Linked DNA regions of Bos taurus: region 2 is linked to region 1. Evidence: chromatin contacts called from public Hi-C data. All regions are on one chromosome and are shown on one strand. The core of a region is the stretch at or near the end of the contact, and the rest is flanking DNA. Distances in the headings are between cores, read along the strand shown.

Evidence for each region. Hi-C and Micro-C count contacts between places; a contact is called where the count stands out from the background.
Region 2: a contact with region 1 is called in a Hi-C map of liver, with 4 times the contacts expected there. The contact joins two enhancer-like sites. A contact is called at or near these places in 2 of 11 Hi-C or Micro-C datasets (liver and skeletal muscle).

The regions. Positions count from the first base shown.
Region 1 is chr18:19,826,958-19,830,365 of ARS-UCD2.0, reverse strand. No RefSeq gene overlaps it. Among named protein-coding and RNA genes, the nearest start is that of SALL1, 270 kb to the right of the region's middle. Within about 2 kb of position 1,800, at least 1 of the 102 cell types and tissues checked has an H3K27ac peak or open chromatin away from gene starts, as enhancers often do. A contact at or near this core is called in liver, where this site is marked.
Region 2 is chr18:19,973,399-19,977,377 of ARS-UCD2.0, reverse strand. No RefSeq gene overlaps it. Among named protein-coding and RNA genes, the nearest start is that of SALL1, 420 kb to the right of the region's middle. Within about 2 kb of position 1,482, at least 7 of the 102 cell types and tissues checked have an H3K27ac peak or open chromatin away from gene starts, as enhancers often do. A contact at or near this core is called in liver, where this site is marked.

The sequences.
Region 1 (3,408 bases), core at 551-3,050:
CCCCAGTGGCTCAGCTGTAAAGAATCCACCTGTAATGCACAGCCACAGAAGATGCAGGTTTGATCCTTGGGTCAGGAAGATCCCCTGGAAAACACAGCAACCCTCTCCAGCATTCTTGCCTGGAGGATCCCATGGACAGAGGAGCCTAGGGATCTACAGCCTATAGGGAATGGACTAGCTCAGAACTTGAGGTCTTCATTCTACACACTCTGAATGGTAATTGAGTTCCTAGTGTGTGCAAGGCTCTGTGCTGAGTGCTGGGGAAGTAGTGAACAAGTCCAGTGCCACCCTGTTATCAGGGGACCCAGCCTGGTTGGAAAGCAGACTGAACAAGTCACTGTTAGTATCCACCTGGGTACATGCAATAAAGAAGTAGTACAGAAAAGTCTAGGTGGTGAAGAGACACTCCCTGAGGACTTTACAGTTAAACTGAACTCAAAAAGATAAAATAGGAAAGTGGGAAGAGAATTCCTGGGAGATGGACAAGCAGATGCAAAGATCCTGAGGCAGGAAAAAAATATGGTGCCTACATTGCAGGAACTCAAAAATGTCCCTCATGGCTGGAGCAAAGAGAAAAGCAGGAGAGGGTCATGGGAATAGACTGGGAAGTAAGCAGAACAAAGGTATGTTTAGCCTATAGGCCACATTTAGAATTTTGATCTTTACCTTCATGCAAAGACACTGAGAATTTTTAAGAAGTGTGACATCGTGACCTTATCTGTATTATGATGATAACAGTTTATAATGTGAAGAATGTATTAGAGAAATAAGAGTGGATTCGGGAAGAGGTTCAATGTGCCTGGCACAGGATATGGAGTTTTAAAAATATTTCTATAAAATGAGCTCAGTCACTTGCCTGGGACTGTAGAGCCAATAAGTATCAGAGACAAACAAGGTCCACACACTGAACCCGAAGCCAGGTTCTTAATCACTGTGCAGTGAGGAACATAAGCTAAGAGACATTTTCTACAATAGAATTATCAGATTATTCTTCAATTATTAGCAACTTGATAGTTGGCTCTTTCAAACTTTTCCATTTAGCTTCCTCCCTCTCTTTTTTTTTTTTTTATGTGTGTGTGTTAATAACTGCACTACTTTTTAATGTGATTCAAGCAAAAATCCACTTGTTGTTTGTGTGGCAAAGTTCAAAAACTCCATATTGTGTCATCACTTTTCAAAAATGTATGACCAAGAACATTTTGCAAATTCCAGGAACCTTTGAACCCCAGTTTGTTGAATATTGTAGTTTATGTTTTCTCTAATGTGTTCCGAACCATTTGTACCTTGGATTATTAATCTATAACCAAACACAGCTCTGGCAACCTTCCCCCTGCCCCCCACACAGCCATGATGCCGGGAACATGATCAAATCCGTTATCTTGTCTTTGAATTCTGTCAATATATTTATTCACATCTTTATTCTGGCTTTTTTCTCCCTTGGTATTTCGTGGAAAAGCTTTCCAGATAAGATGAACTGCTTTGTCATTCATCAGCTGTAATGAAGTCTTACTCAAGAGCAGAGTTCAAAAATATTTTTTTTTTCCACACTCAGATGTAAAAGAGTAAAAAAAAATGTAGGTCACAGGTGTCAGCCTTTATTTTTGTAAATGTAATAGGAGACCCCTTTGGTGGATTAACAGTGTAAATTATTAGATATTCATGGAGACTGGAATATCGGTGAGCTACTGACTTTCAACTTGAGGAATCTGGAAGGTTCTAGTCCCTAGAACACAAAGTCTCAGTGTTACAGAGCTGACACCATGGAATGTAGATGCTCTTGTGCCAGGCTCTAAGGAAACACTGTGTTCTCCCTCCATATTCTGTCCCTCCATTTCATCATCTGTCCAACTTGAACCACAATGGTCCAGACATCATGAAAGCTCAAGCTGCGATTAGTCAGTGCATATTTATGGAGTAGCTACAGTGCATCAGGTGCTTTTATTGGCAGTGGGATACTAAGTCTACACCATCGTGGAGCTGAACATTCTCAGAGATGGAAACAATAGGCAAACAGATCAATAAGGTGATTTCTGATGGTGAAAACCTCGAGTAAAAATGAAGCAAAATCATGAGAAGAGAAGTGAACAGGGACTTCAGCTCATTTCTAGATGCGTCTTCAGATAGGTTTGCTATGTGAAAAGTTGGCATTTAAACTCAGCCATTGATGGGAAGAAAGGTCTAACCCTGAAAAGATCTGGGGGAGGGAAGACCGTGTAGAAGAAATGGACAAGTGCCATCAGGGAAATGAAAAAGGCAGCCTTGAAGCAGAGAGAGAGAGAGTGGGTAAGAGGGAGATGGAAGGAGGTGATGGTGGGGAGGTAGGCAGGGCCAAAATCCTGTGGGACCTTGAAGGCCACGTAAGGGCTTTGGACTTTGGTCCAATGCAACGAGAAATCACTAGTGAGACTTAACCAAGGGATACAATGATTAATGACAATGGAGAGACTGTCTTCCAGTTCTCTTTGTTAGTGGAAATTTTCAACTTGTAACTCATATGGCATAGGTACCCAAAAGTAAGTGGGTCATGATCCAATATTTCTTCCAAAGTATTAGAAGTGTGTGAGTAGGGTGTGCAAGAGTGGTGTGTACAGAGACCCTGACAGAAACCTGCCTCCAAGACTGTGCCTCGGAGGCTCCTCAGCTCTAGTAACCAGAGCATGTTCAGCCTCTGCCAATAAAAGCTCTCAATTGCAGTGATTTACCTAAGATAGAAGTTAAGCTCTCTGGATGGTCCAGAACAAATATGGCACCCGAGTGGTGTCAGACACACCAACTTTCTATCTTTCCCTATTGCCCTGCCAATCCCAACATGCAGCTGCCTTCTCAGTGTCAGCTGCCATCTTGGTTTCTGCGACCACTGCCACATTCCAGCCAGAGAAAAGAGACAGACGGAAAGGAGAGATCACACTCTTTCCTTTTGGTCACTACTCTGGATCAAGAAGATCCCCTGGAGAAGGAAATGGTAACCCACTCCAGTATTCTGGCCTGGAAAATCCCATGGACAGTGGAGCCTGGCCGGGCTACAGTCTATGGAGTCACAAAGAGTAAGACACAACTGAGAGACTGTGCACACCAGGAAGCCCCATACTTCATTTACACTCATTTTCCATTGACCAGGACCTACTGGTATAGCCAAATCTAGTTTCAAGGAACGGAGAAGGCAATGGCAACCCACTCCAGTACTCTTGCCTGGAAAATTCCATGGACGGGGGAGCCTGATGGGCTGCCATCTATGGGGTCGCACTTCAGACATGCCTGGAGTGACTTAGGAGCAGCAGCAGCAGTTTCAAGGAAAGCTGGGAAAGGTAGTTTTTAGTTGAGCAACCTTGTTCCAAGGTAAAATTTTTCTTATTATAAAAGGAAATACTAAGGATAATTCTGATTTTGACCATAGCTTTCACCCACTGC
Region 2 (3,979 bases), core at 233-2,732, 150 kb before region 1:
CCAGTTTCCCCCCTTCTACAAGGGCAGCTCTCCTGGGCATCCAGAAAGAATGGGAGGAGGAGGTACAGAATGAAACCCTGGGGAACACAAAGGAAGAAGCTACAGGTTTCCTCCCCTGCCCCCTCCCCCCCACCCACCCCACAGCCCCGCACCGGCACTGCTTTAAAGCCAAAGTGACCAAAGTATAATCATAGCCTGGACTGGATGAAAATGGTAAGACCAGAGTGCCCTCCCAGTACAGCTAAAATTGATCTTATTTGTGGGTGGAGCGGGGAGAGATAAATTAAGAGTTTGGGGTTAACATATACACACTCCTATATATAAAGTAGGTGAACAACAAGGACCGACTTGTGTAGCACCAAGAACTTTACTCAATATTTTATAATAACCTATAAGGGAAAAGAATCTGAAAAGGGATTCATATATATGTGTAAGCTTCCTAGATGGCTCAGAGGGTAAAGAATCCCCTGGCAGTGAGGGAGATGCAGGAGACGTGGGTTTGATTCCTGGGTCAGGAAGATACCTTGGAGAAGGAAATGGCAATCCACTCCAGTATTCTCACCTGGGAAATCCTATGGACAGAGGAGCCTGGCAGGCTACAGTTCAAAGGGCCGCAAAGTGTCGAACATGACTGAGTATGTGTGTATATATATATGTATACACACACACACGTACATAAAACTGAATCAGAGTGCCATACACCTGAAGCTAGCACAACATTGTAAATCAACTATATTTTGATAAAAGAAAAAAGGAAAGAAAAAGTGTAAGGTCATATTGTCCTCCTGATACAGCTAAAATTTCTCTTCTTTGTGACTAAGAGTACCACCTGATAGAAACAGGAAAGAATAAAAAAGTGTCATAAAGAGAATCAAAAGAAAGACATCATGGCACCCTGGAAGAAAAGATGGAAGCACTTCTGTCTCTAATTTGCTACATCCTGATTCTTTTGTATTTCTTGTTCTGGAAGAGACTTTTGTATTTGTTCAATACTGTCTCCATTCTGCTTGAGCTAGTCTCAGTTGATTGCTATTCCTTGTAAGCAAAGAGTCTTGATGTACTGCAGTTTTCAACATGAATGTGCTGGGTAAGACAGAATGTCATTTCTTAAATCCCTCTATGGTGTTACAGCAGCCACACAGGTAGAATAAGGCAAAACTCAATGTGCCAGACCTATTTAGAACTTTCTCCACCCCCAATATTATGACTATAAGGATTTTTTGTCTTGCTTACTCTAGCTGACTCACTTCAAAATGTTCCATTACTTCTAGCTCTGCTATTTGCTTAAATGGAACTGGTGAGTGAGGGGTTAAGCTAGAAACAACACAAAGTCCTCTAGTTTACAAACATTTGATTTCTTGGAATTCTCCCTTCATTCCTCAAAACCGGAAACTGACATTTGCTGGAAAGAAGCCCTGGGAGGGCAGAGTCCAAGGATTCGCTCTCACCATGAGTCACACCCCAGAAGCGACTAGGGAGGGGACAACATGACACAGTGGAAAGAGCATGGCTCTGGCTGTGGGGTCGCCTGGCTTCCGGGAAGGGTTCTCCACTATCTCCCTGTTAAATATGCAGCCAATCACTTCTCCTCTCTGACTCCCTGTCTTCACCACTAAAATGAGCGGCTGGCAAGTGCCCAGTGGCTCAGTTCCCCATCAAAGCCTGCGATCTGCCTGGGATCATTGGGAGCAGTTTTAATGAATGGCATGTAGAACTAGGAGACTCACCTGATTTCTAAAGTCTCCTCCAACTTCTTGCCAGAACAGGAAGCTCAGAGAAGATGACTCTCAGGTCCAATGCCTGAGAGATTTGCAACAGGAGAGGAAATGAGACAAAATCCGACAAAATCATTTTAGGTGCAGCCTAACAGGATAATGGTAGCCTTAATTTCTGCTGAGATTCTGCCATTTCTCCTGCCTTCCTCCTAAGAGACAGACAATCACAATGGAATTTTCCAGGATTTTCAAGTATCATGATTCCCTAGATAACATGCAGTAAAAACTAGGAGAATGACTCCTACCCTTTGGGATGGAAAGTTTTGTTGATAAAATGATTTCCTAGCCTACCTTTGGGAACTTGTGCATAGACCCCAGAGTCTAAAGTTGCAGCTCTTCTAATGTTGTACTAGCTCCCTGAGCCATTGTTCAGAGAAGTGATGTCAGGTCCTTCTCATGGGTGTGACCCATGTAGCACTGTGGCCACAGCTGGCTATAGTATAGGCTCTTCCGTGATGCTGATACACGAGGCTTCGCTTCCACTTGGTCTTTTGCCAACCTCCTCCCCAACTCCAGCCCCTATTGGCTTCCCTGCTGGCTCAAACAGTAAAGAATTTTCCTGAAATGTGGGAGACCTGGGTTTGAGCCCTGGGTTGGGAAGATGCCCTGGAGAAGGAAATGGCAACCCACTCCAGTATTCTTGCCTGGAGAATCCCATGGACAGAGGAATCTGGTGGGCTACCATCCACCCTGGGGTAGCAAAGCATTGGACACGACTGAGCAACTAACACTCACCAGCCCCTGTCATCCAGTGAGGAAGGAGAAAACAAACACACAAAAAAACTGCCTGCAGAGGAGTCCACGTTCTGGATAACTAGCCGGTCCTGAGTCACGGCTGTCTCTCGCCTCCTCCTGTCCTCAGAGACGCGGCTGTTTGTGTCCTTAACCTCCACTGACTTCCCTGTGAGCATGTGACGCTCACTCAGGGCCTCTGGGCGCCAACTGGTACAGTGGTAACCCCTGACAGGTTTCTGTTTGGTGTGCTTGCTTTGTCATTAAAAGAAACAATTTTCAAGGTGTAATTGCTAATGATAGCTTTAAATTTATTTTTTATTTCAAAAAAATTTTATGGGAGTATCGTTGATTTATAACATTGTATTTGTTTCAGATGCACAGTTAAGTCAGTTACACATATATATGTATCCAGTCTTTCTTTAAATTCTGTTCCCATATAGGTCATAACAGAGTATTGAGTAGAGTTCCCTATGTTATACAGTAGGTTCTTATTAGACATTTATTTCACATATGGGGTCGCACAGAGTCGGACATGACTGAAGCGACTCAGCAGCAGCAGCAGCAGGGTGCACATATCAATTCCAATCTACCAGTTTATCCCCCCAACCCCCGGCTAACCATAAATTTGTTTTCTACATCTGTGACTCTAGTCTTATAAATAAGTTCATTTGTACCCCCCCTTTTTTAGATTCCACATAAAAGTGATATTTTCCTTCTGTGTCTGACTTTCTTCAGTCTTTAGACAAGCATAGATTCTAATCCTGAACCCTCACTCTAGTCCTTTGAGCCATTTGACTTTGAATTTAGTTTCCCCTAGCTCCAGGTTTCTAGTGCAGTGGGAATATGTGTGACACTTGCCTCAGAAGTAAAGGGCGGTAATTTATGCAAAGCACTTATTCCCCTGACTTGCCCAGCATTAAAGCTCAGAGCACGTCATCCACCATCACATTCTTTTCCTGATACTAATAGAGTTCCACGCTGACCCCATCTTGGCCTCTGAATAAGACAGCCAGAGACTGCATGGCGTGGGACCCTTGCTTTTGCTGGAAAGTGAATACCTTTTCCTGACTCAGAAACAACCAACACACACTCCTAAGACCCGTGATGTGAGTCATGGGAAGAGACACTGAAACTATTGCATTGTTTATCTCCAAGCCCTTATGCAATAGTTTTCCCACTATTTTTAAGCTTTCTGTCCCCTTCCCCCTCCCAGTCTTCCCTTTCCCCGACTTCAACCCCCTACAGACCCAGCTCCTTGTTCAGTTCAGCTATTTCAGTTTGGGGTTGAATGGTCTAGACAGGAACCCAAAAAATGCACAGTCTGCATACTGGTCCCCCTCTGGGCCTCACAATTATTCCAAACAGAGCCCAGGGACATGAGACTGGTTGAGAGAGGAACTCAGGTTCCATCAGATCATCCATCCAAAGCACGTATCATAGAGCCTGGCATGGTGCTCAAGAAATTGCCA